Linked DNA regions of Mus musculus: regions 2, 3, 4, 5 and 6 are each linked to region 1. A link is a contact called in public HiChIP or PLAC-seq and promoter capture Hi-C data. All regions are on one chromosome and are shown on one strand. The core of a region is the stretch at or near the end of the contact, and the rest is flanking DNA. Distances in the headings are between cores, read along the strand shown.

Region 1 (3,761 bases), core at 793-3,292:
GCCACAACTTCTGCCTCCGGAGTGCTGGGATTAAAGGTATGTGCCACTGTGCCCAGCTTGGGCTCTTTTAAATAAGGTAACCATGAGGTTCTACCTTTATGACCTAGTCACTTTGTGAAGACCCTACCTCCTATGTCCACTTTCTTGAAGGTTATGGTATTGAGGGGACACGCGCATTGAGACTGTCTTTGAAACAGGAGAATGAGGTCCAAAATGTCTTACCCAGAGAATGCAGAGGTAACATATTACAGAAACTGTTGGAGGGCTGGAGAGATAGCTGAGAAGTTTTTGGAGGATTGTACTAGAGTTTGATTCTGGGCCCACATCAGGTGGTTCACAACTGCCTGTAACTCTAGCTTCATTTGGAAGTGTCCTACAGACTGAGCCAACTCTAGCTTCTGGCTTTCCAAACAGAAGTACTTCCGGCTTCTTGCCCAGATACATAAACACATAAATGAAAACAAAACAAAACAAAACAAAACAAAACAAAACAAACAAAACAAAACGACAAAAGCCCATTGGCAAAGAGGAAGGCTGGGAATGCCCCCCACTCCTTCCCTCCAAACCCAGTCTCTTGATGAGAGTCATGACAGGAAGAGGCCAGGAGGGGGCGCCTCTTTGCTACTCATTCTATGCTTGTAGATTTTTGAACTGTCCACCTGCAGTTTGTGCTTCAACCAAATGTTTTACACTTAAATGTCTCACACTTTAAAACTAATATTTATGGTGAAGCTTGGAAAAAACACTTATGCTACATAGGGTGGTTCTGACCCCAGGGCTCCGATCTGGCTGAATCCTGTTCTCAGCATTTTCTTGAGTGTAGGGACTATGGGTTCGGTCTGGGGGAGAAGAGGTATTTTGGCTAGAGTCAACAGGGAAGGGAGAATGGCTGAGAGGGCCAGGGCAGGAATGTGACAGGAGTAGGGTAAGGAGGTAGTGAGGAACAATTAGGCTGTTCAGGGCCATCTGGGAGATCCAGGAAAGACGAGGCCGTTCAGAGCTAGCCACAGAAACCACTGGTTAGCCTCTTTTCTATTTTTTTTTACATTTATTCTATTCCATCTGTCTGTCTGCCTGTCTGTCTGTCTATCCATCATCTACGAAATTTTACTATGTAGCTCTTTCTGGCTTCGAATTAGCCTGCCTTTGCCTCCTGAGAACACCGAAGTGTGCTACAGCGTCCTGAGACGTCTGTGTGTGTGTGTGTGTGTGTGTGTGTGAGAGAGAGAGAGAGAGAGAGAGAGAGAGAGAGAGAGATGTTGCATGTCCCATGGCCTATCTGTGAAGTTCAGAGGGCTTGTGGGAGCCAGTTCTCCCTTCACCTTGTGGGTTCTGGGGATTAGACCCCAGGTCGTCAAACAGCAAGTGTCCTACATGCTGAGCCATCTCACCAGCCCCATGGTGGCCCTTTTCTTAAAGGGTCTGGTGAGGAGAGGGAAGGAAAGTACATATGGCAGGAGGGAGCTAACGGGTGACAGGCTTGAGGAGAAGTCAGAGCTCCTATTTTCCAGGGGGCAGAACACCCCTAAGAATCCCTTACTCTCTTGGGGCAAGGGCAGATACAGACTCTGAGACTGCCCACCTGTTTGTTTGTTTGTTTGTTTTTCTAATTAAAAAAGATTTATTATGCATAATAGTACAGTGTCGCGGTCTTCAGACACACCAGAAGAGGGCATCCATCGGATCCCTTTACAGATGGTTGTGAGCCACCATGTGGTTGCTGGGAATTGAACTCCAGACCTCTGGAAGAGCACTCAGTGCTCTTAACCGCTGAACCATCTCTCCAGCCCGCCTACCTGGTTTTAAGCTTTACTTAACTTTTTTTTTTGGGGTGGGGTGGGGTGGGGGTGGGGGGCGGTATTAGCATTTAAAGAAGTAGTAGGTCTCACGGCTTTATTTTTCAAAGCCAGGGTCCTGGGACTCGAAGCCGGCAGGAAACACTACCATTAGAACACCGCGGGCGAAAGTCACGGCGGAACAGAAGTTGCACGCCTAGGCGCGCAGCGGAGGACTCCTGAGAAGGGAACCCACGCAGATCGACAGTTTCCGGTTTCGGACGCGGACCTTGCAGTTGTGGGAGGTGAGAGGCTTGAGATTGAGTTTAGTGTCCTGCGGGTGACCCGCGGTGGCGCAGGGCGGGCTCGCACCGTCCAGGAAAAGCCAGAAGCGCTAGGAGAAGGTATCACTGGGCAGTGTTAGGCCTTGAGTAGGACCGCTGCGAGTGTAGCTCAGCCCCGCTGCCGGCTCTTGGCCAAGTCACAGCGTCCTTCTAAGCCCTAGTATTTGCCCTGTGAAGCAGAGATGGGGTCTGATAGACCTCGGAGAGGGGCTACGGGGCTCACGCAGTTGCCGCCGCCACGCCTAGCACTCACACGCTTGGATGTGGTAGGTGGTTCCGCGCTGTGCTGTGCAAAAACTTGAAGCTTTTGATCCTTCCACCAGGTTCGTCAGAAAGGACCGTTCCCCACCCCAACACTCATACATGAAGACGCGCCCAGAACCCGGCCAAGGTCCATGCTTTGAAATGAAGTGTGGGCTGCTAGTGAATGATTGTGAGCCACCACTTGGTTGCTGGGAATTGAACTCAGGCTCTGGAAAAGCAGTCAGTGCTCTTAACCACTGAGCCACTGCTCTAAGTCCCCCCCTCCCCCAATCTAAGTTTTTAATGTGTAATTCTTATAACATCTGGCAAGGGGTAAGGTCCTATTGTACTTTTTTTTTTTTTTTTTCCAAAATGGATATGACATTTGTAGTCCAGAGGTGGAAATTTGACTTGTAAAAACGTGGTCACACAACAATTAAAGGGCAGAAGTAGATGATTTGAAAGCTCACACCTGGGCTGTTAAGATGGTTCACATACCATAATATGCATAAAAATAAAAATGTGAAAAAAATTAAAACTCAAACCAAAAGTCTCCTCTCCGACAAGAGAGTAGGTTGGTGTTTTTTTTTTTAATTACATTTTATTTATTTGGTTTTTGTTCCTGTGCTCATGCACATGAATGTGCCATACATAGTGTATGTGTAGAGATAGAAGAATCTATGGAAAAGAATTCTTTCTACTGTGTGGCTTTCAGGGAGTCAGGCTTGGTGGCAGGTGCCTTCATCCACTAAGCCATGTCACTGAGCCGCCTTTATTTATTTTCACCTGTAAATTAGAGATATAATATATTTTAAGAGCCCTCACTGTTGTCCAGGCAGTCCTGGGCTCAAATGATCTTCCTGCCTTAGCCTCCCAGGTTACTGGGAATATAGGTTTACCATGTTTAGATTAAGGTAAACTATCATAAAACGTACCTTAAGGGAGGTGGTGGTGCACACCTTAAATCTCAGCACTCAGGAGGCAGAGACAGGCTGATCTCTGAGTTTCAGGCCAGCCTGGTCTACAGTGCAAGTTCTAGGACAGTCAGAGCTATACAGAGAAACCCTGTCAAAACAAAACAAAACAAAACAAAACAAAACAAAACAGTACCTTGGAACTGGGTTGTGATTCTGGCATTTGGAAGACTGAGGTGAGAGGAATGAGAAAAGTTGGAGGTCAGTATGGACTTCATAGGAAGATCTCAAAAAACAAACAAACAAACAAACAAACCTAACCTCACATAACCTCACAATCTGCCCAGCCTGGACTACGTAGGAAGTTGAGTTCCAGGCCAGCCCAGAATAATCCTGAGATTAAGTCTCAACATCTCTTATGAGCCCTGCTCCCCCCAAAAAGCATTTTTCTGTTTTAGCGAGGAGGAGTGTCCAGAGCAGTCCTG
Region 2 (3,761 bases), core at 537-3,036, 860 kb before region 1:
GTTGCCTCTAGCTCAGTGATCCTTAACCCTCCCAATCTGTGACCCTTTAATATGGTTCCTCATGTTGTAGTGACCCCCAGCCACGAAATTATTTCACTGTTACTTCATAACTCTAAGTATCTGATATGTGATCCCTGTGTGCTGAGACCCACAGGTTGATAACCACTGTCTAGGTGATGCCAGTCTGTTTCCTTCTCAGTTGCTTAGTTTTCTGGGACTAAAAAAAGTAATTAAAAGCACTGGATATTCTTCCATATAGGAGTGAATTTGACTCCCAGCACTTATATGGTGGCTCACAGGCATCAGTAAATCCAGTCCCCATCTGATGCCTCTCCAGGCACATTATACATAGACATGTATTCACTAAGCAGCAGGCTGCAGCTGTCAAAATGGCTGCACCTCTGCTCCTGCCTCAGCCTATAGCCCTCACTGGAGCTGCCTCAGCCATCAGGAGGTACCCCTGGTACCATGTCCTCTCTGGCCTCCCCAAACATCTCAACAGTGATGGCAGCTGCCTGCAGTTGGGAAGGCCTTCCCATCCTAGCTCAATGGTCCTGATGAAGGAAAAGGGGGGCAAAAAAACCCCACCAATGCCTGGACAGGAAAACCTACCAATCCCAGAGCTCCCCCAAATCCCAACCAATTCTCACTCTGGAAATCTCTGCCCTGAGAAGCTCTGCCACCTAAGAAATCCTACTTAAGACTTCTTCTTTGTTTGGTGTCCTGCTGCCCACTTCCCAGAGCAGAGACAGCCACCCCAGGATTCATCCCTCCACACCCTGGATTTGTCCCTGCAATGAGACTCCTGAACTACCCGGCTCAGCTGGGGATACCCTCCCTGCTGTTGAGGAGACTTCCTCTCAGAGTTGTGTGCTTCCTGGCCCCGTGTCTCAGTATGCCCTTCCATGGGACACCTTCTCCCCTCAGAGCTGTGTGGTTCCTGGGCTTCCGTGGAGTGCCCACGAAACCCTTCTTTAGCAGCAGGAACACTTAACAATACATACAAGCAAAACACTACTTATATACATAAAATATTTAACTTTAAAAACAAAAATAGCTTGGGCGTTTTATATCCTAAGCTGCCCTCCAACTTCAAATCCTTTTGCTTTTGCCTTCGCCTTCCCAGAGCTGGAATTGCAAGCGTGCATCCGTTGTAAATAAAATTCTGAGGTTTGGTTTAACGACGGAAAAGGCCTTATAAATTCTGTACACTTGTGAGGGTTGAAAGCACCACCCTGACCCCCGTGGGGTGGACCTCGCCGGTACCTGACCCCAACGCCAAACTGAACCCACAGGCAGCAGTCAAGCCTGCAGAGTTCGAATCCCGGGGATCGCTGCCTTAGGATTCCAAGTGTGAAGATGGCCCTAATGGCCGTACCTACTTCCCAGAGCGGAGGAGGAAAGGCCATGCACGTAAGCGCTTACGCCCAGGGTGCCTGCCATATGCCGGACTTCAGAAAACGTCGCAGCCCGGCCGGGGTCTCCCAACACTGACCAAAAAGCAAAACTGTACTCGAGCCGGAGGGCGGGCCTCCGGGGCGACCCCTCACAGACCAGCTTCCGGTCGCTCCGCCTCGGCTGGGACTAAAGGCCCGCATCCCCGGGTCCCGCGGGGCGACGCCCAACGACCAGAACCCCTACCGGGGGATGGTCACGCCGGGTGGCCGCAGCCCGCTACCGCCGCCTTGGGTGGACACTCACCATCTCGGACGGATCCTGCAGCTCCGAATCGCCAACACTTAGCCGCGTTCCCCGCCCTTCTGAGCCTGCGCACAGTCCTTTGTGGAGACGGACAGATCGAGCAGCCTATCAGGAGCCAGCAGTGATGGGCGGGCTGACGGGAGTCAACGAAGCAAGGACTCAACCCTTTGGGAAAGAAGGAAGCTGCTGTGGAGAATTTCCTCTCCATCGGTGAGGACGAGTTGTCATGTCTTGGCGTGTTTTCAGTATTCAATCCAGGTCCCTGGGCTGAGGCCAACTGTTGCTGAACTAATTCCCTTTGGCCCAGATTGAGGCAGAGAGCAGGAACCTAAATGAGCTGAGGACATGGGCAGCCCCGAGGTTGGGCATCTCATGAACAAGCTCTGGGATGAATTAGTCAAGGCTGTCCTGGGCGTGTAAGATGTGGGGTCGCGAGCTCCACCGCATGCCTGTGTTTCTTGAAAGAAACTTTTTTTTTTTTTTTTTTTTTTTTACTTCTTTGCCCTGCCAGTTTCTCACCTCTTTAGAGGACCAGTTCTCCCAAAGACCTGTCTTGTCCTCTGGTCATTGTGTACTCTTGCAGGCTATGAAAAATATCCGGGTTTCTAGCAGAAAACCTAGCTTAAAACACTGGCATGTAACGAACCTTTGTCGCAGGAAAGTCGCATAGCTTACTTCAATAGCCTCACTGTGTGATTGGCACCTCCACTTTCTTCACGAACGTTTCTTCCCGCAATGGGACTTGCTGACACCAAGCCTGATGATCTGCTTCCAGAGTTTCATGGCAAGTACCTTTTCCTCAGTGAGGTTTGCATTAAGAGTGCAGCAGGCATCACTAAATCAGACCAAGGATAACGGTATCTGTATTGATGTCCTGTGCACCTAGTATGATGGACTAAGGGAACATGACCTCCCTGGCATTTGCCACTAAAATCCAATCTTAAGAAAATTAAACCCATATTGAGGGATATTCTCTAAGGCAATCGTCTTCAACCCTCCTAATACTCTGATTTTTATTTATTTATTTATTTATTTATTTTTGTTTTTCGAGACAGGGTTTCTCTGTATAGCCCTGGCTGTCCTGGACCTCACTTTGTAGACCAGGCTGGCCTCGAACTCAGAAATCCACCTGCCTCTGCCTCCGGAGTGCTGTGATTAAAGGCGTGCGCCACCACGCCCGGCATACTCTGACCTTTTAATTCAGTTCCTCAGGTTGTGGTGACCCCCAACCATACAATGATTTCGTAGCTACTTCATGACTAATTTTGTTACTGTTATGAGTTGTAATATAAATATCTGATATTCAGGATATCTGATATGCTACCCCAAAGGGGTCATGACCCACCCACATGTTGAGAACCACTGCTCCATGGCATTGAACAGCACTCTCTCCAAAAGGATGTACTGGGCTGAGGAGGATCTCAAAGTCAATCAGGTCTGGTTGGCACACAGCTGTAATCTCAGCACCTGGAAGGCTGAAGCAGGATAGCAGGTTCTAGGCCAGCTTGAGCTTCACAGATGGATGCTTGTCTCCAAAGCAGAAACATAAGCAACCCCCAACAAAACAAAATCTCAAGGTCATGAAAGATGATGAATGGCCACAATGAGAACAGTGGACTCTGAGTAGGGGGTGTAATTAAGGTGCTACCACACTACTTTGTTAGTTTCGATAACTGTACCAGATCAGCTGGGGCAATGCTGGAGAAAGCTAGATTTTAAAAGTGCAGGCAACTCTAAAATTTCCTCAAAATAGCTTTTTAAAGGGCCATTAGTACATGCCTTTAACACCAGCATTCAGGATTTCTGTAAGTTTGATGGCAGCCTAATTTTCATAGCTTCAGGACAACCTGGATTACAAAGGCTGTCTCAAAGCGGAGAGGGCTACTGGCTAAGAGCACTTGGTGCTCATACTGGGGACCTGGGTTAAGTTTCCAGAACACACATGGTGGCTCATGGATTGTATGTTGAGTGTGGTGTCTGCAAAGACTGGAGGTGGGGTGTAACGGTGCACACTTTAGGGAGGCAGAAGCAGGCAGACCTCTGCTCTGGAGGCTAGCTTC
Region 3 (3,761 bases), core at 321-2,820, 740 kb after region 1:
GCAGGCCTGCAATCCCAGCATTTAGGAAGTAGACAGGAGCATACACTGCAAACTCAAGCTAGCTCGGTTCCTGGTCTACATAGTTTGGGGCAGCTACATGGCTAGACCTTAGGGGCAAGGTCTAGCAAAGGGTGGAAGAGAAAGAAAGAAGAACTAATTTGCAGGGATGTCCACCCTCTTGCCACTGCCACAGGACATTGTCATTTACAAAGTTCACACCTGAGGCTTGAGAATTGAGCAATTAAATTACAAAAGAAAACTACAAAAGGAAAGCTTATAATTTTTTTGTTTTTCTTTGAGATTGAGTTTCTATGTAGGTCTGGATGGCCTGGAACCCATGGTGTAGACCAGGCTGGCCTCAAACTTACAGAGATCCACCCCTATCTCTGCCTCTTGAATGCTAGGATTAAAGGTGTATACGACCACCTTTCATGTTTTAAGTAATTAAAGTTTTGTGTTGGAACAAGTCATAACTGTCCTTGGTCACCTGCGTCCTGTGAGCTGCACATTCTTAGATATGCTTAGTCTCAGGGTGAAAGCTTTTTATCAATGTTTTCCAAAGGGAAACTTTTCAGAGAAGTGCCAGAAGGACAGCCAATTCTAACCCCAGGTTTCCAGGGTACTCAGGCTAGCAATGCCAGGCACAGCCCTTGCGTAGCACCCAGGGAGTATATACCCCTATTTTCTCAGGTCTAATGAGGGTGAACTCAGCACTCACCCAGTGGCTGCAGAGAACTCAGGCTTGGGTCTTTCCACCTTGCCAGGGATTGAGTTCTGAAGGTGAACGGGCTGGGTACGTGCTCTGAGATTGACCCCAGCTCCGTCATGATTGCCTTGGGTCTCACTATCTCAACCCTTCTGACCACCACCTCGCCCAAGGCTCTCAACATTCCTTAGCTGGATCAAATTCCTCTATTCCAAAGGCTCTCCAAGTGTGGTTCCTGGGAATTAATGGGAAATGTACATTATCCAGCTGTTCCCCAAGCCTTTCTGCTCAGAACTCAGAGATTGGGGGTGGGACCCAGCCATTGGCGGTTTCATGAAATTGTCCAGATGACACTAATGCCTGTCCAAGTCTCAGATCTGCTTCTTCACTCTGGTGTAGACTCTCAGAGGGACACCATAGTCTGGTTTATGCCCTTCCCTGTTATCAGTGCTTGGCCTCTGGTGGGCATTTAGTATTTTCTGGGAGCTTTTGATGTAGCTCAGTGGCATAGTCCTTGCCAAGTCTGTGTGAAGATCCAGAACCAATCCTCCACACCAAATGTATAGAGGAGATAGAAAAAGAAAAATGGTTGATATATTCGATAGGTAGATGTACCCTATGTTTAACAGCAATGGGGTGGACAGCAACCAGCAACTGTGGAAGACCTGTGCTCCAGGCTCTGAGCTCAAAAGTTTGGGGAGGCTGAAAACCGCAGCAGCCACCCTAGATAATACAATTCTGTGAAACTGAGGCTCAGATGGGACAAGTGCTTTATATTCAGGGTCTCCCAGGCAGAGACTTGGAATCTTACTGGGTTGCTCAGAGCGGTTCCTGGAACCCGGCGGTCGCGCGTGCGCTGTCACGAGAACCGCGGCTGGGAGTGTGGCGAAAGTGCGGCTGCGGAAGCGCAGCGAGACCCGGGTGGAGGAAGCGAGCGTCGCTGCCCGGTTGCGGGGTTCCTGGCACCATGGGCCGCCTGCACTGCACGCAGGACCCGGTGCCCGAGGCCGTGCGCGGAGACATGCAGCAGCTGAACCAGCTGGGCGCTCAGGTGGGGCTCGCCTGGACGGGGGCGGGCGGGCTCAGGAATGGGCGGACGCACTCCGGAGGTGGGGACTTAGATTTGTAGGCTCCTAGAGGAGGGAATGAGGGGATTCCAAGCGGCCCCCGGTTTGAATAGATTAGGGAGGGCAAATCGACTGCAAACGGGTTGTGGGTGTCAGTGTGGTCCGGCCTAAGTGGGGCCCTGGGCCTGAGCCGGAAGAGGCTCAGACAGGACCGGTGACCACACCCCTTTCCAATCCAGGAAAGGAACCATGCCTGTTTTGAAGGCCTGGTCCCTGTTGCAGAGCTCCGAATGCCACCTCCTATTCACATTGCAGGAATTGGCCAAGTGAGGGGCGTCTGCACGGAATAAACGGGTGACAGTGGTCCTTGTCAATGCCGGCACTTAGGAGGTGGGACTTAGGATCCAGCTTTCACTAAGTATCTTTTTTGGTTGGTTGGTTGGTTTGGTTTTTTTTTTTTTTTTTTTCCGAGTCAGGATTTGCCCTTGCTGTGCTGGAACTCACTCTGTAGACCAGGCTGGCCTCGAACTCAGAAATCCGCCTGCCTCTGTCTCCCAAGTGCTGGGATTAAAGGTGTGTGCCACCACCGCCCGGCTTGATTAAGTATCTTGTTCAAGCCTCGTCTGAACATCATGAGACCTCCTGTCAAAAAAACATTTAAAATAGATAAATAACCCTTCGTCCCTCAAGATGTTTCCCTGACGGGGTCTTAGCTTCCCAGGAAGTGGGGCCCTCAACCCCAGACACACACAGGCCAGTTTGAAGAATTAAAAACAAACAAACAAACAAACACAGAGTAGTATTCACCTTAACTTCAGCATTTGGAAAGCCAAGGCAGGTCGGTCTCTTAATTCATGAGTTTTAGACTGTCCAGAGCTGCATAGTGAGACCCTATATCAAAATAAGTAAATAACAAAAATAGAATTTATTAGTAGTCCATACCTGTCATTGCCACCTCTTGAAAGAAAGGTGGAAGCAGAAAAATTGCAAAACTGGAACCAGGAATTCACAACCAAATGTCTAACTTCAAAGGCCAGGGAAATGGCTAGATTTTGCTGTTGCCACTGATTTCTGGAAGACTCCTATTTGGAGGGGTTAGAGGAGGAGAAAGAGAGATTCTACTGATTTTTTTTTAAAGGTTATTTCAAAGTATTACATTTTATATGTTGTGGGGGAGGTCAGAGAACAACCTAAGGAAGTGAGCTTTGACACTTCTTTGTGTAGGTTCCAGGGATTGAAGCAAGCATCTTTGTCAGCTGAGCCATTTTACGAGCCCCAAGATTTTTCTTTTTTGGCTTTGAGACAGTCTCTCTGTCCCCTGGCTGTCTTCAGATTTAAGTTCTCCCTGCCTCAGCTTCCCCAAGTGCTGCGATTCCAGGTGTGTGACACTGTGGTGAGATATCTATTAATCCCCACTAGGTTCTGTGTGGTGGCTTGCTGTTGTGGTTTTCTCTTTTATTTTTAGATAAGGTCTTGTAACCCTGACTGGTATGGAACTAAAAACCATCCTCCTCTCTGCCTTCCAAGGCTAGGATTCTAGGCGTGTACCATTCATTATGCCTGGCCTTGTTTGAGTCCCATTTTCAATAATTTGCTCAGTCTGGCCTTGAATTTAGAATCCTCCTTCCTCAACCTCCTGAGGACCTGAATTTATATACCTGTGCCAACAGGCTCAGCTCTTTAATAAATAAATAATTAAATAAATAAATAAATAAATAAATAATTTAGCCATGTAGCCTAGACTACAAGTTTGTGATTCTCCTGCCTCATTCTCTCTGCTGGGGATTGGTTTATTTGTTCCTGGATGTAAGGTCTCACTCTGTGGTCCAGGTAGCCTGGAACTTGCCAGTGTCTCTGAGGCCCCAGTGAGAGGTTTTCAGGAGTGTACTACCATGCCTCGCTGAATTTCACTTATTTGTTCAAATAAACAATATTTGTTGATAGGTTTTCTCCAGTGATGAAATAAATCAATTTAAGTGGACTTAAAA
Region 4 (3,761 bases), core at 377-2,876, 720 kb after region 1:
ACTTAAGCACAAATCCAAGACAGTGCTTGCCCGAGATGGGCAGTCTGCTTCCAACCATGTGCCGGGAGGTAATGAGGCCAACCACACAATAAAGATGGTGCTTGGTGTATTACCAACCTTACGGAAGTTTACCTTGAAGCTGGGAGGTGTAATGCAGTGGTGGTGGGTAGCTTACCTGAAAGAAGGCCCTGGATTTGGTCCCAAGGCACTATGGATGGGGGAGGGGAGATCCCGCGTCTGGAAAGGTATATACCTGAGGTTTCCAAGGTCTGGCACAAGCCTCAGCGGGCCTGGTGGACAGAGGAAGGTCGGTGAGTGTCACCAGCCCAAAGCCCACAACATCCACAAGTCCGGAAGCACTCTACTGAGGCCTTAATTCATTTTAATTCATATGCTTCCGAGTGCAAAGCAGAAATCACAGGGAATCACAGGCAGAGGCATGGAGATCACAGGACTGCCGCTGCCACAGGTGAGACTGGAGCAAGAAACTCTTCCCCTCCGTGCAGTCCAACCTTGGGAACGCAGTAAGTAGGTCTCCGCTTTGATTGCAACCTCTAGCCTGGACGGATTCCACAGGTATCCCTAAGCAATCCCTGAAGCACGGACGATTAACCGCTAGGAAGTGGAGGCAGAGGGTCATTTTATAATTAAGGACTCAGTGTATGGACTAGGTAGTGGGGCCACCTCACCCCGGAAGAAGGCTAAGAATGGAAAGTGAGCCCCTAGGGCAGCCGGCAAGGTGAGGAACCGCCCCCCGCTGGCTCCTCCCCGGCCAGGTGTGCTCAGCCAGCCCCTCCCAGCAGCCGGCAACGCTGCAGCACAAGAGGCTCCGCTCCGGAGGACCCCGGGGACAACGCCCATCTAGCATCCCCACTTGCCGGTACCCAGAGCGCCATCCCAACCTGGGAGTGCGAGGTTCCAAGTCAGAACGGATCCACAACCACTACTACATTGACAAAACAACTTCTGCCTCTACATCCCAGCCTTTCCTCCCCGAGGAGGCTCTGGGTAAGAACTGGGCTAGGTAAGGACTTTGGGTCCCGGGGACAGCCACCGCTCGGGCCCCACTCCGCTCCCAAGTGTTCTCAACTCTACACTCCAGAAAAGTTGCTGCAGGTCTCCTTCCCTCAACTCTTCAGAGTGGCGGAGTGCAGCGGGGACTTCGCTTCCTCTGTCCCCGTGCCCAGTCCCGTGTCCCCGTCCCGCTAAGCGCCACGCGCCCCGTTCTCCCCAACCCCGGCAAACATCCAGGCGCCACCAGGGGACCTGTCGTCCCGGAACCCACACAGCCCCAACCACCAGGTCCCAGCCCACGAGGGGCGCGTGGCGCTCACCTGTCGTGAGGCTGGCTGTAGCGCGGCGCCGCGATCGCGCCGCGGGTCCTGGCCGGCGGGCGGCGCGGAGTGTCGGGTTCGCGAATCTCCGGCGCCGATCGCTGCGCTACGTTTACTTGGGCCGCTTAACCCCGGCGCTGCCGGACTGGAGCGCCCGTGCGCTCGCCCGCGCGCCAGTGGGCCACCCGGGCTAGTCCGCGGCGCTCAGGCGAGAGCGTCCACGCGGGCTGCGGCTGCGAGACGAGGGGCGGCGACGAGGACGCTACGGGCCGGGCGCGCACGGGAGTGGGTGGGGAGGGGGCGGCGCCGCTGCCCTTGTAGCCCGGGCCCGGCCCTGGCCCCGCCCCCGCCCGGGGGGCGCCCCCGCCGCAGCCACTCACCGGCCGGCCGGGCCTAGGGGACGGGCGAGGGAGATTTGAAATCCCTCCCGAGCTTCCTCGCCCTGCCTCCTCGGGAGCCTCCCCTGGGCCCCCTATGCCTTGCGGGTCACCCTCCTAGATGACCAGAGCCCACGGATAGCTCCCAGCCCTCTCCACCTGAGACACCCCCTTTCCTGTCCCCCAATCCAGATCAGATGCACACACGCACATACAAGCACATTCACAGGTCTGGATGAGCGGCCCAGAGAGGGAAGAGCTCCTGCTGGAGTCACACAGCAACCCTGCATTGGCTTTTCGACCATCCCTCCGCTGCAAAGCTGTCCAGGGCGCTGTAGTGGCCCTATGGGTCACCCGCTGGGGACCCCCGTTCTGCTTCCTGCTTTCACCTAGCTTGGCCTTTGTCAGCCATCTTGAGGGGAGAGGAGGCCTTGGAGGAAGAAAAAGCATACATGTTCCCCCAACTACCTGGGTTCCTCGTGCCAGCTGGGGAGGAGCCCTACCCTGCAGCTTAGGGCTGCCTCGGCCAAAAGGCCCACGCTGAACCACTGGAGAAACACAAATACTTATGATAGGCACCTGGCGTTCATGTTTATTTGTTTTCCTGCTTGTCTGTCTCCATACATTAGATGGTGATCACTAAAGTAGACACTAAATAAATATATGTTAAAGGGATAAACAAATCGAATGATTGCAAAGGCTCGGCTCGATACAAGGCCTAGCACGTGCAGGCTCAGCTTTCACGGATCTTTTATTTTGTTGGCTCCCTGACTTCACTCCAACCTCTTCTGCTTTGCTGCTCCTCCTACACACCAAGCATTGTCCTTCTAAGGAAAGCTTTGGCCTCTTTCCTCCTTTCAGACTTTGTTTCCCCAGATCTGTCACAAGAAGAGGCTTTCTTATCACCAAACAGAACAGTCTTCAAATCCTATAACACTGAAACCCATCTGAGATTGTTTTGTATAGTCTTGTCTGCATCTCCTAGCGGGGCAGAGGTGGCTTCCATCTTCCATCTAGATGGAAACTGGAAGCCACATCTCTCTAGGAGCACAGGTCCACAGGGAGGCTAGCATCAAAAGGAATTAACTCAATACAAGTTGGTTGAATGAATGAATGAATGAATCTCCACAGGTCTCTTGCCTCTGGGGTTCTAACTCCTGTTAAACACAGCTTTCCTCCTGCCCTTCTTCCTGGTTAGTGAGTAAATGGGCAAATGGCGACTATTTGGGGAACTTCAAGTCTTAACACTTCCTGGGCCCTTTTCTACTTAAAAAAGAGTAGACTGGTCAAAAGACAAAAGGAGAGAAAGCCCAGCCCGGCCTGGACCTGGCCCCCTAGGGAAGAGGAACCGCAGGAATGTCTTGACTGCCAGGGCTCTGAAGTGTGTCCGGAAGTTGGTGCAAAAGAGGATGCCTTAAAAGAGTCTGGATGAGCAGGTGGTCTTGGTCTGTCGCTTGGGAATGACTCTAACTGTCAAGAGAATCAAAGCATGGTGGATCCTACCTAGAATCCCAGCACTTGGGAGTTTAAGGAATTTAAGGCCAACCTCAGTGACAGAGCAAGTTCCACACCAGACTGGACTGTGGCTGTGTGAGACACTGTCTAAAATCCCCCTTCTCCACACCCAGAAGGAAAAGTTAAGGAAAATGGGAGTAAGAAAACTACAGACAGAACTGGACAGATGGCTCAGTGGTTAAGAGCACTGGCATATCTTCCAGAGGAACGGGGGTCAATTTCCAGCACCCACATGGCAGCTCACAACTATAGGTAACTCCAATTCCAGAGCCCAGACACCCTCTTCTGACTTCCACAAGAAGCTAAATACCCATACATACAAAATAATAAACTTATTTTTAAAAAGAAAGAAAGAGAACTACCTCCAGGGAGGTATGGTGATGCATACCTTTAAATTCCAGCACTTCAGAGGCAGACTGGATGATCTCTGGCCAGTCTGGTCTCCGTTACAAGTCAGGTCAGCCAGGGTCATGCAATGAGACCTTGTTGAAAGAAAGAAAATAATCTCCAGAGAGCACAAAACTTTACAGTTTGA
Region 5 (3,761 bases), core at 414-2,913, 630 kb after region 1:
TACTCAAGTATTTCTCTCCCTTCAGTGACTCTCCCAGGAGTCTCCCTAACTAGTTCTAGTCAGCCTTTTCACACACTATCTCATGACCTAGCTCAATAGCTAGATGACCTTCAATTTTTGATCCTCCTGCATCTACCTCCCAAGTGTAAGGACTACAGGCATGTTCACCACACTTGGCTCCCTACCCACTTCAATTCAGTGTAGGATAAAGTACACCCTATTCCTCTCCAAGTACCATCCAGAGTCCTATGGAAAGGCAAGAGGGAGGTGGCACTAAAAAGAGCTATGTGACCCTGTATGAAACATGTCTCCTTTCCTCAGAAATGGCTTACCTGTAAAATGAATAAGACCCTACCTTCCTCACAGAGCTGTGGTAAGTATCAGAAAAGCACACCGCCTCCCAAGCTTCTATGTCCTGGCACTTTGACACCACAAAAGTATGAAACAGTTTCTAGATGGAGAAGGAGGAGTAGCACACAGGATATGACTCTGGAGTTGAGTTACTTGCTGGACAACGTAAGGCAAGTCCTTTCCCTACCCAAAGTCTCAGACTCGCCTCTGTAAAAGAATGATGAGCAGCTCAGCACAGTGGGGGAACTGCAGTCACCTCTCAGCCCCACAGAGAAAATAAAATGAGCAAAACACAACAGAGGGGAAAGAAAGAGAATAAAGATAGCATCTTTTCAAGGCAATGTGACTATTAAATGACACAATGCTACATCAAGCTCTTAACACAATGCCTTATACACAAGTGCCCATTAAAGAGCTATCTTGATTAATGCTAGTCAAGACATCCCATCACCGGCAGACATCAGGCCTAGCTGAACTTCCCTCAATGGGCCACCGGATCCTCATCGCCAAGATGCAGAGGTCAGGCTATACCCTGCAGTACTGGTATCGCCCTTTTACAGTAATTACAGAAATTATCTTGGCCATGTATTCATTTTCTTGCTTCCTGGCTCTCTACCCACAAAGCAGACTCCTAGAAAGCATGTCTTTGCCTGTCTACTCCCTGATGAGACCGGGGCCTAGCATTTACTAGGCACTCAACCACCACCCGCGGACCGCCTGACTTCTGCCAGGCACCGAGCTGAAACCTTTCTGTGCTTAATTCTACTGTCTCCATTTTACGGAGGAGGAAACTGAGGCACGGGGAGGCTGAAGCGCCTGCCTAAGGTCGCACTCTGCGGCCAACTCCGCGGACCAACTCCCACCCATTATGCAACGACGCCTCCTACACCCAGGGTCCCCACCGCGCCCCTCGCGCGCGCGCGCGCGCGCCCGTGGGCACACACCCTCCAGGCCCAGCCGCAAAGTCAGGACTTCGCCGGTCACCACTAGGCAGCCCCCACTTCCGGCCCACGCCCCGCCCCCGGGACAACGGAGCGCGCGCCCCCGGCCCAGGCCGCGCACCGGATCGCGGCCCCGCCCTTCCCCCCCACTGCCCGCGCGGCTCCGCACTGCTCACGAGGAGCCGCCTCCCGTGAATTCCCGACTGCTGCCGCCGCCCGGGCCCGCCAGCCGCCTCACCGGCTTTCTCAGGACCCGCGTCCGCCGTCCGCGCGCCCGGCTCCGGTTCCGTCTTCGTCTCGTTCAAACCGTCGGACCCCGCCCGCCCGCGCGCGATGACCTCACACGCACCCCGCCGTGACGCGCCGACGCAGGGGCTCGTCATCTCCCGCCCGGCCTTTTATAGAGACGGACTGGCCTGCGAGCCGGAGGCGGGGCCGAATGCTTGATCGACAGCTGGCATGCCCGGGGGCGGGGAGCAAGCCTGTTGGGCACGTGGTCAGTTGCGACCAATGACGTGTGAGTCCTCTGAGGAGGCGGAGTCCAGTTGCACATTCTGGTTTGCTGTAGCCCAGAAGAAAATTCGTTTGACCAAGATGGATTAATGAATAGGCTCGGGAGGAAGGTTAGCTCGCCTAGCATACATGAATCCCTGGTTTCAGTCCCCAACACCACAGATGGCAGCTGTGGTGGAACACACCTATCTTGCCAGCAAATCGTTTTGTCATCATCCCAGACCCTCTCTCTGGGAGTTCAGCCTGAGGTACACGAGACCCTGTCTCAGAAAGAAAAAACTGGGAGTGCTAGGCCACTCGTGTACACTTGGACAGGAAAGAGAATCACTGTAAATTCAAGGCCAGCCTGGTCTACAGTAGCAAGCTAGCCAGAGCTACACAGCGAGATCTGGTCTCAACAAAGAAAAAATGGCCATCGAAATGCTTTAGCAGGTGCATGCCCCCAAACCTGACAACATGAGTTCAAACCCCAGGACCCACTGATAGAAGGTGAGACGCGAGTCCTGCAAGTTGTCCTCTGACTAACACACATGGGCAGTGCCACTCGCATGCCTACACACACGCAAATATGCCCACAAATAACTGTGGTGGTATGAACGTTTAATCCCAGGACTCAGTAGGTAGAGACAAGAGAATCTCTGAGATCAAGGCCAGCCAGAGAGCTACACAGTTATTGTTTGCCTTTAAATTTAAAAAAAAAAAAAAAGATTTGGCGCCTGTTTTAGTTAGTGTTACAATTCCTGTAATGAAACATGACCAAAGCAACTTGGAGAGGAGAGTGCTTATTTAGCTTACTCTTCCATATTATCTCTGTTCATCACTGAAGGAAAACAGGGCAGGAACCTAGAGCCAGGAGTGGATGCAGAAGCCATGGAGGGATGTCGGTTACTAGCTTACTCCTCATGGCTTGCTCAGCCTGCTTTCTTATACAACCTGTCTTAGTCAGGGTTTCTATTCCTGCACAAACATCATGACCAAGAAGCACTTGGGGAGGAAAGGATTTATTCAGCTTACTCTCCCACATTGCTGTTCATCACCAAAGGAAGTCAAGACTGGAACTCAAACAGGTCAGGAAGCAGGAGCTGATGCAGAGGACATGGAAGGATGTTCTTTACTGGCTTAGTTCCCCTGGCTTGCTCAGCCTGCTCTCTTATAGAACCCAAGAATACCAGCCCAGAGATGGTCCCACCCACAAGGGGCCCTCCCCACTTGATCACTAATTGAGAAAATGACTTGCGGCTGGATCTCCTGGAGGCCTTTCCCCAACTGATGCTCCTTTCTCTATGATAACTCCAGCTGTGTCAAGTTGACACAAAACTAGCCAGTACACAACCCTAGACCACACCAGCACAGAGGTGTCCTAACCCACAGTGGGCTGATGAGATTCCCCCATCAATGACTAAGAAAACACTTTACCAGCTTGCCTAAGGGCTCATCTTAGGGAGGCATTTTCTTAATTGAGATTCCCTCCTCTCAAATGACATTAGCGTGTGTCAAGGTGTTATAAAACTGCCCAGCACAGCACCTTAATGAAAAACTAAGTCACCATGTAAGAGCACCTGCAATGTCATCTGGTTTATTCTTAGCACTGCAAATGTTTCCTTACTTTTTAATGCCTTTATCTTCTGCTTTTGCATGGAGGCAATTTCCTGTTCTAGCTCCAGACTGTGTCTCAGTGCTTGTATATAGGAAGAAAAGATGAACTGCAGCACTTCACAGCAGAGGAAACAGGCTCAGAGAAGCCAGCTGACTTGCCCAGAATCACAGGTCACAGAATGCTTTCTCTGCCACAATACCACTTATTTATATATTCATAATTCTTTTTGAGATAGGGTCTAATATAGCCCAGATCAGTCTCCTGCATCCTATGTGGCTGAGGATAACCTTGAACTCCTACCCTCCTGTTACTACTTTTCAAATGCTGGGATTACAGGCCTGTACCACCAAGCCTGGCTG
Region 6 (3,761 bases), core at 699-3,198, 590 kb after region 1:
GGACTGACACGTAAGCCGTGTGGACCCTGGACCACAGGGTTCCTAGGAGGCATCAGGGAGAGAGGGAAATGAAGAGAAAAGAGTGAGAAGAAAAACATAATACAAGATCCTTACCATCTGGCTCTAAATGGGAAGAAGAGCAGTAGGCACATGAGAAAGGGCAGTGGGGAGGGGAACCGGCCCAGGTCTTCCCCCGTGCTGTCTTGACATCGAAAGTAAGGACAACTAAGAGAAAAGGCAGAAACTTCTCCAGAAAGAGGAGCATGGAGGGACGAGGGCATGAAGCAAGCTGTGACGACTCATCTAGAAATAAAACGCAAATCTCTAGAAATCTGAGGACTCATAAGCTTAGGGTATAGATACATTTAAAGAATAGAAAAAGGAAACACAAGAGACAGGATGTGGTACTGGAAAAAGAGCCACGGAAAACGGCAGAAACCTAATGCAAAAGTGTATCTAAAGTACATTTCTGTTAACTATATGAATTGTATTGGCCTTGAAAGGGACCTGGCAGGGCTGGAGAGATGGCTCAGCAGTTAAAAACTCCCGCAGAGGAGCTGCACTCAATTCCTAGCAGCCAAGATGGCAACCCACAACCGACTGTAACTACTGTTCTAGAGGATCTGATGTTCTCCTCTGACCTCCTTAGGCACTACACCCACAATACATAGACATACATGCCGATAAAACACTCACACATAGCTGGGTGGTGGTGGCGCATGCCCTTAATCCCAGTATTTGGGAGGCAGAGGCTGGTGGATTTCTGAGTTCGAGGCCAGCCTGATCTACAAAGTGAGTTCCAGGACAGCCAGGGCTACACAGAGAAACCCTGTCTCGAAAAAACAAACAAAACAAAGACACTCACACATGTCAAATAAATTTTAAAAAATAAAAAGACCTGGGGAAATATGCCATAAGGTTAATGGCAGTTATCTGGGCAGGTGTAGAAGTGGGGGCACCTGTCAAATATGCATTCCTCTAACACACAGAAGGGGGAGAAGGAAAGAAAAAAGAAAGATTTTTTTTTTCAGGCTGGGACAACCAACTACCTCTTCAAAACAGAACAAAGGAAGAAGGTGGCCCTTGCACCCTTGTTCATCAACATCTACCCTCCAGCTCACTCTATGGCAGTGAAAAGGGGGGAGGGTCCTACCTTCCCTTAAACCAAGGTGGCCCGTAATGCAACCCATTGAACTGGGGTCCTCCTTCCCCACAGAGTACCTTGAGGAAGGGAATGCAGACAGAACCAGATGGTTGTGAACTCTGAAGGAAAAACAAACAAGTGTCCGGAAGTAGTTTGTAAGAGAATGAAAAAAAAAAAAAAAAAGGAATACAAATCTGGGGAAGTGGGGAAGAAGGTGGGGAAGAGAAGGAGATGGGATAGGGCTAGCTCCTAGCTATGAGAATACCACAGGATGAAGGGAAATAACCCAGCAGTACGGAAGTTGGGGGGGGGGGGTGTGGCGGAGTGCCCCAGCATGCCTTAGGCAGCTGTCGCAGGAAACCGGACCTAAACTGGATGGTGGGTAATATTCGCCAACATCTGTCACTGCACTAGGTTCCAAATCCCGAGTGAAGGGAAGATAGGTAGGCCCCAATCTGTCCTTCTTCCTGTACCCCCAAAGGACTTGCCCGTCCTAGTTTAAGGCACTAGGTAAGGTAGGGCGGAAGTGGCTGATAGCTCCAGCTGGTGACAGTTTGGCCGGGGACATCCTGAGGTCTAAGCACTATCTGCCCTTTCCAGCCTGCTGCAGATGCCAGTTCAGACCTTGGAAGAACGGAAATACGGTTTGGAGTCCTTTTAGGAACAGGGAGCGCACTCCCAAGCTCCTCTACGAGAATCAAGGAAGGATAACAGAGCAGAAGCAAAGGGGGGCACAGAGAACAATGTCTCCAGGGGAAGGGCTCAGAAGGCACAGCTGTGCGAGATGAGACGTTAACCTCGTCTGGGAAAGACAAATGTGCGCGTGGGTAGGACAGGCGCTGAAATTGCGGCTGGAGGAAAACTACTCTCCACGTGGCCGAAGCGGCAACTGGTTGGCGAGAGTAGGTGGGAGGGGCGAGGCTATGGTAGGCGGGGCCAGAGGCAGGCGGCTAGCAGGGGTAGCACCCGGGATAGGGGAGCGAGGGAAGGCGGGGTTTCTCCTGCTCCTTCGCCTAGGACTACAGCGATTTGGTTTCTACTAACACCTCTAGTTTTGGAATTTTTCCCTTTGTCTTCTCCCTGGAGCTGAAGTGGATTTCCAGGTCTTGGCCAGGCCCTAGTTTTTAACCCCCTTTTGGTTGGACAGAGATCTCTTTAGTGTTGGCACTTTGCTGGGCTTCGTCTCACGCCTAAGCAGCACGGTTGCCAGACTCACCCAAGGCCTGCTTCTCATTTCCAACCTTTTCCTGTTTGGAGGTCCAAAGCTGGCTGGGCTTTGATTTCTACTTCCACTCGCTCATCTTCCTGCTCTGTGGAGCCACACAGTGCACACTGGTGATCCCTTGAGTTGGTGATCAAGGATAAGGAGTGTCCTGGTTCTGCCTACCAAAGGCTAAAAGCAAATGCAGGGCCTTTCTAGGAGCTGCCAGTAACAGGAGTGGACCCATTAGATCTAGGCTTTAGTTTTGTTTTTTAAATTTTATTTATTGTTTGTATGAGTACACTGTCGCTCTCTTCAAACACACCAGAAGAGAGCATCGGATCCCATTATATAGACGGCTGTGAGCACCAATGTGGTCCTGGGAATTGAACTCGGGATCTCTAGAAGAGTAGTCGGTGCTCTTAACTCTCCAGCCATGGTTTTGTTTTTTAATACAAGGTCTCATGGAGCCCAGGTGATTTGAACTTCCTATATAAATAGCCAAGGATGGCCATGTATGACTTGATACTCTTCCCTTCCACCTCCCTGTTATTAGACGCGTTCTCACGACCGGCCAGGAAGAACACCACAGACCAGAATCTTCTGCGGCAAAGCTTTATTTCTTACATCTTCAGGAGCCAGGGTGCAGGAAGCAAGAGAGCAAGAAGCAAGAGAGCAAGAAGCAAGAGAGCAAGAAGCAAGAGAGAGAAGCAAGAGCAAGAGAGAGAGAAAACGAAACCCCGTCCCTCTTAAGGAGCATTCTCCTTCGCCTCGGACGTGTCACTCCCTGATTGGCTGCAGCCCATCGGCCGAGTTGACGTCACGGGGAAGGCAGAGCACAAGTAGTCATAAGATACCCTTGGCACATGCGCAGATTATTTGTTTACCACTTAGAACACAGGATGTCAGCGCCATCTTGTAACGGCGAATGTGGGGGCGGCTCCCAACACCTCCCAAGTGTTGGAACTACGTATGTGTACCACCACACCCACAATCTAATTTTTAATTGAAAAAAAAAAAAAAAGGTCATAGCAATCATTAAGATTTAAAAATGCCCCTTTGCCTTGGGCAGTAGTACTGAGTCTTAGTGCTCAGAGAACGGAATAGGGGGTTGACTCTGGGTGGCCACATCTCCTTAGCCTCTGGAATCTTCCATTAGTTAAGTAGGACACAGCCAGAGAAGACAAGGTAGGAAGGATTGCCCTAAAGTTCTGGGCCCAGGGCAGGCCCTTTTTGCCTAAATGTAACAGAATATTCTACAGATTCTGAGTAGAGTAGGGTTTTCCCCCCAGACAAGCGGACCTTGTCGAAATGGAGATTCTGAAGTTTGGGCCCCTTTTGGGGACAGGGGCATACTCCTATGTTAGGAAGTCAATCTGGATTCCCAGGTGTCAAAGGTTAACAGAGATTGGAGAC

The links. Promoter capture Hi-C pulls out the DNA fragments that hold promoters and counts their contacts. HiChIP or PLAC-seq counts read pairs in DNA pulled down with a chosen protein or histone mark.
Region 2: a promoter capture Hi-C map of erythroid cells shows a contact between it and region 1, with 10 times the contacts expected there. The contact joins the promoter of Dynlrb1 here to the promoter of Cdk5rap1 in region 1. A contact is called at or near these places in 1 of 39 promoter capture datasets (erythroid cells) and 2 of 115 datasets of contacts at active chromatin or transcription factors (T-cell acute lymphoblastic leukemia and large pre-B cells).
Region 3: a promoter capture Hi-C map of the 3T3-L1 cell line shows a contact between it and region 1, with 2.1 times the contacts expected there. The contact joins the promoter of Commd7 here to the promoter of Cdk5rap1 in region 1. A contact is called at or near these places in 2 of 39 promoter capture datasets (the 3T3-L1 cell line and hippocampal neurons), 2 of 484 Hi-C or Micro-C datasets (both in the G1E-ER4 cell line) and 1 of 115 datasets of contacts at active chromatin or transcription factors (astrocytes).
Region 4: an H3K4me3 HiChIP or PLAC-seq map of forebrain shows a contact between it and region 1, with 4 times the contacts expected there. The contact joins the promoter of Dnmt3b here to the promoter of Cdk5rap1 in region 1. A contact is called at or near these places in 2 of 39 promoter capture datasets (embryonic stem cells and hippocampal neurons), 3 of 484 Hi-C or Micro-C datasets (the N1E-115 cell line and cortical neurons) and 3 of 115 datasets of contacts at active chromatin or transcription factors (astrocytes, embryonic stem cells and forebrain).
Region 5: a promoter capture Hi-C map of embryonic stem cells shows a contact between it and region 1, with 2.4 times the contacts expected there. The contact joins the promoter of Mapre1 here to the promoter of Cdk5rap1 in region 1. A contact is called at or near these places in 4 of 39 promoter capture datasets (the 3T3-L1 cell line, embryonic stem cells, erythroid cells and 1 more) and 5 of 115 datasets of contacts at active chromatin or transcription factors (astrocytes, bone marrow-derived macrophages, embryonic stem cells and 1 more).
Region 6: a contact with region 1 is called in an H3K4me3 HiChIP or PLAC-seq map of bone marrow-derived macrophages, with 5 times the contacts expected there. The contact joins the promoter of Efcab8 here to the promoter of Cdk5rap1 in region 1. A contact is called at or near these places in 2 of 39 promoter capture datasets (embryonic stem cells and hippocampal neurons) and 2 of 115 datasets of contacts at active chromatin or transcription factors (bone marrow-derived macrophages and embryonic stem cells).

The regions. Positions count from the first base shown.
Region 1 is chr2:154,371,000-154,374,760 of GRCm38.p6, reverse strand. Cdk5rap1 (CDK5 regulatory subunit associated protein 1) reads left to right here and starts at 2,042. Exons shown (of 14, transcript NM_025876.2): 1 at 2,042-2,080.
Region 2 is chr2:155,234,558-155,238,318 of GRCm38.p6, reverse strand. Dynlrb1 (dynein light chain roadblock-type 1) reads right to left here and starts at 1,786. Exons shown (of 4, transcript NM_025947.3): 1 at 1,702-1,786. The coding sequence starts at 1,704. It overlaps Gm52565 (a long non-coding RNA gene), which reads left to right and starts at 1,816. Exons shown (of 2, transcript XR_003954076.1): 1 at 1,816-1,911.
Region 3 is chr2:153,630,590-153,634,350 of GRCm38.p6, reverse strand. It overlaps Commd7 (COMM domain containing 7), which reads left to right and starts at 1,570. Exons shown (of 9, transcript NM_133850.2): 1 at 1,570-1,757. The coding sequence starts at 1,674.
Region 4 is chr2:153,647,314-153,651,074 of GRCm38.p6, reverse strand. Dnmt3b (DNA methyltransferase 3B) reads right to left here and starts at 1,626. Exons shown (of 23, transcript NM_001271744.1): 1 at 1,335-1,626.
Region 5 is chr2:153,739,189-153,742,949 of GRCm38.p6, reverse strand. It overlaps Mapre1 (microtubule-associated protein, RP/EB family, member 1), which reads right to left and starts at 1,663. Exons shown (of 7, transcript NM_007896.3): 1 at 1,531-1,663.
Region 6 is chr2:153,777,433-153,781,193 of GRCm38.p6, reverse strand. It overlaps Efcab8 (EF-hand calcium binding domain 8), which reads right to left and starts at 1,948. Exons shown (of 29, transcript NM_001370916.1): 1 at 1,769-1,948; 2 at 1,222-1,263; 3 at 115-303. The coding sequence starts at 281.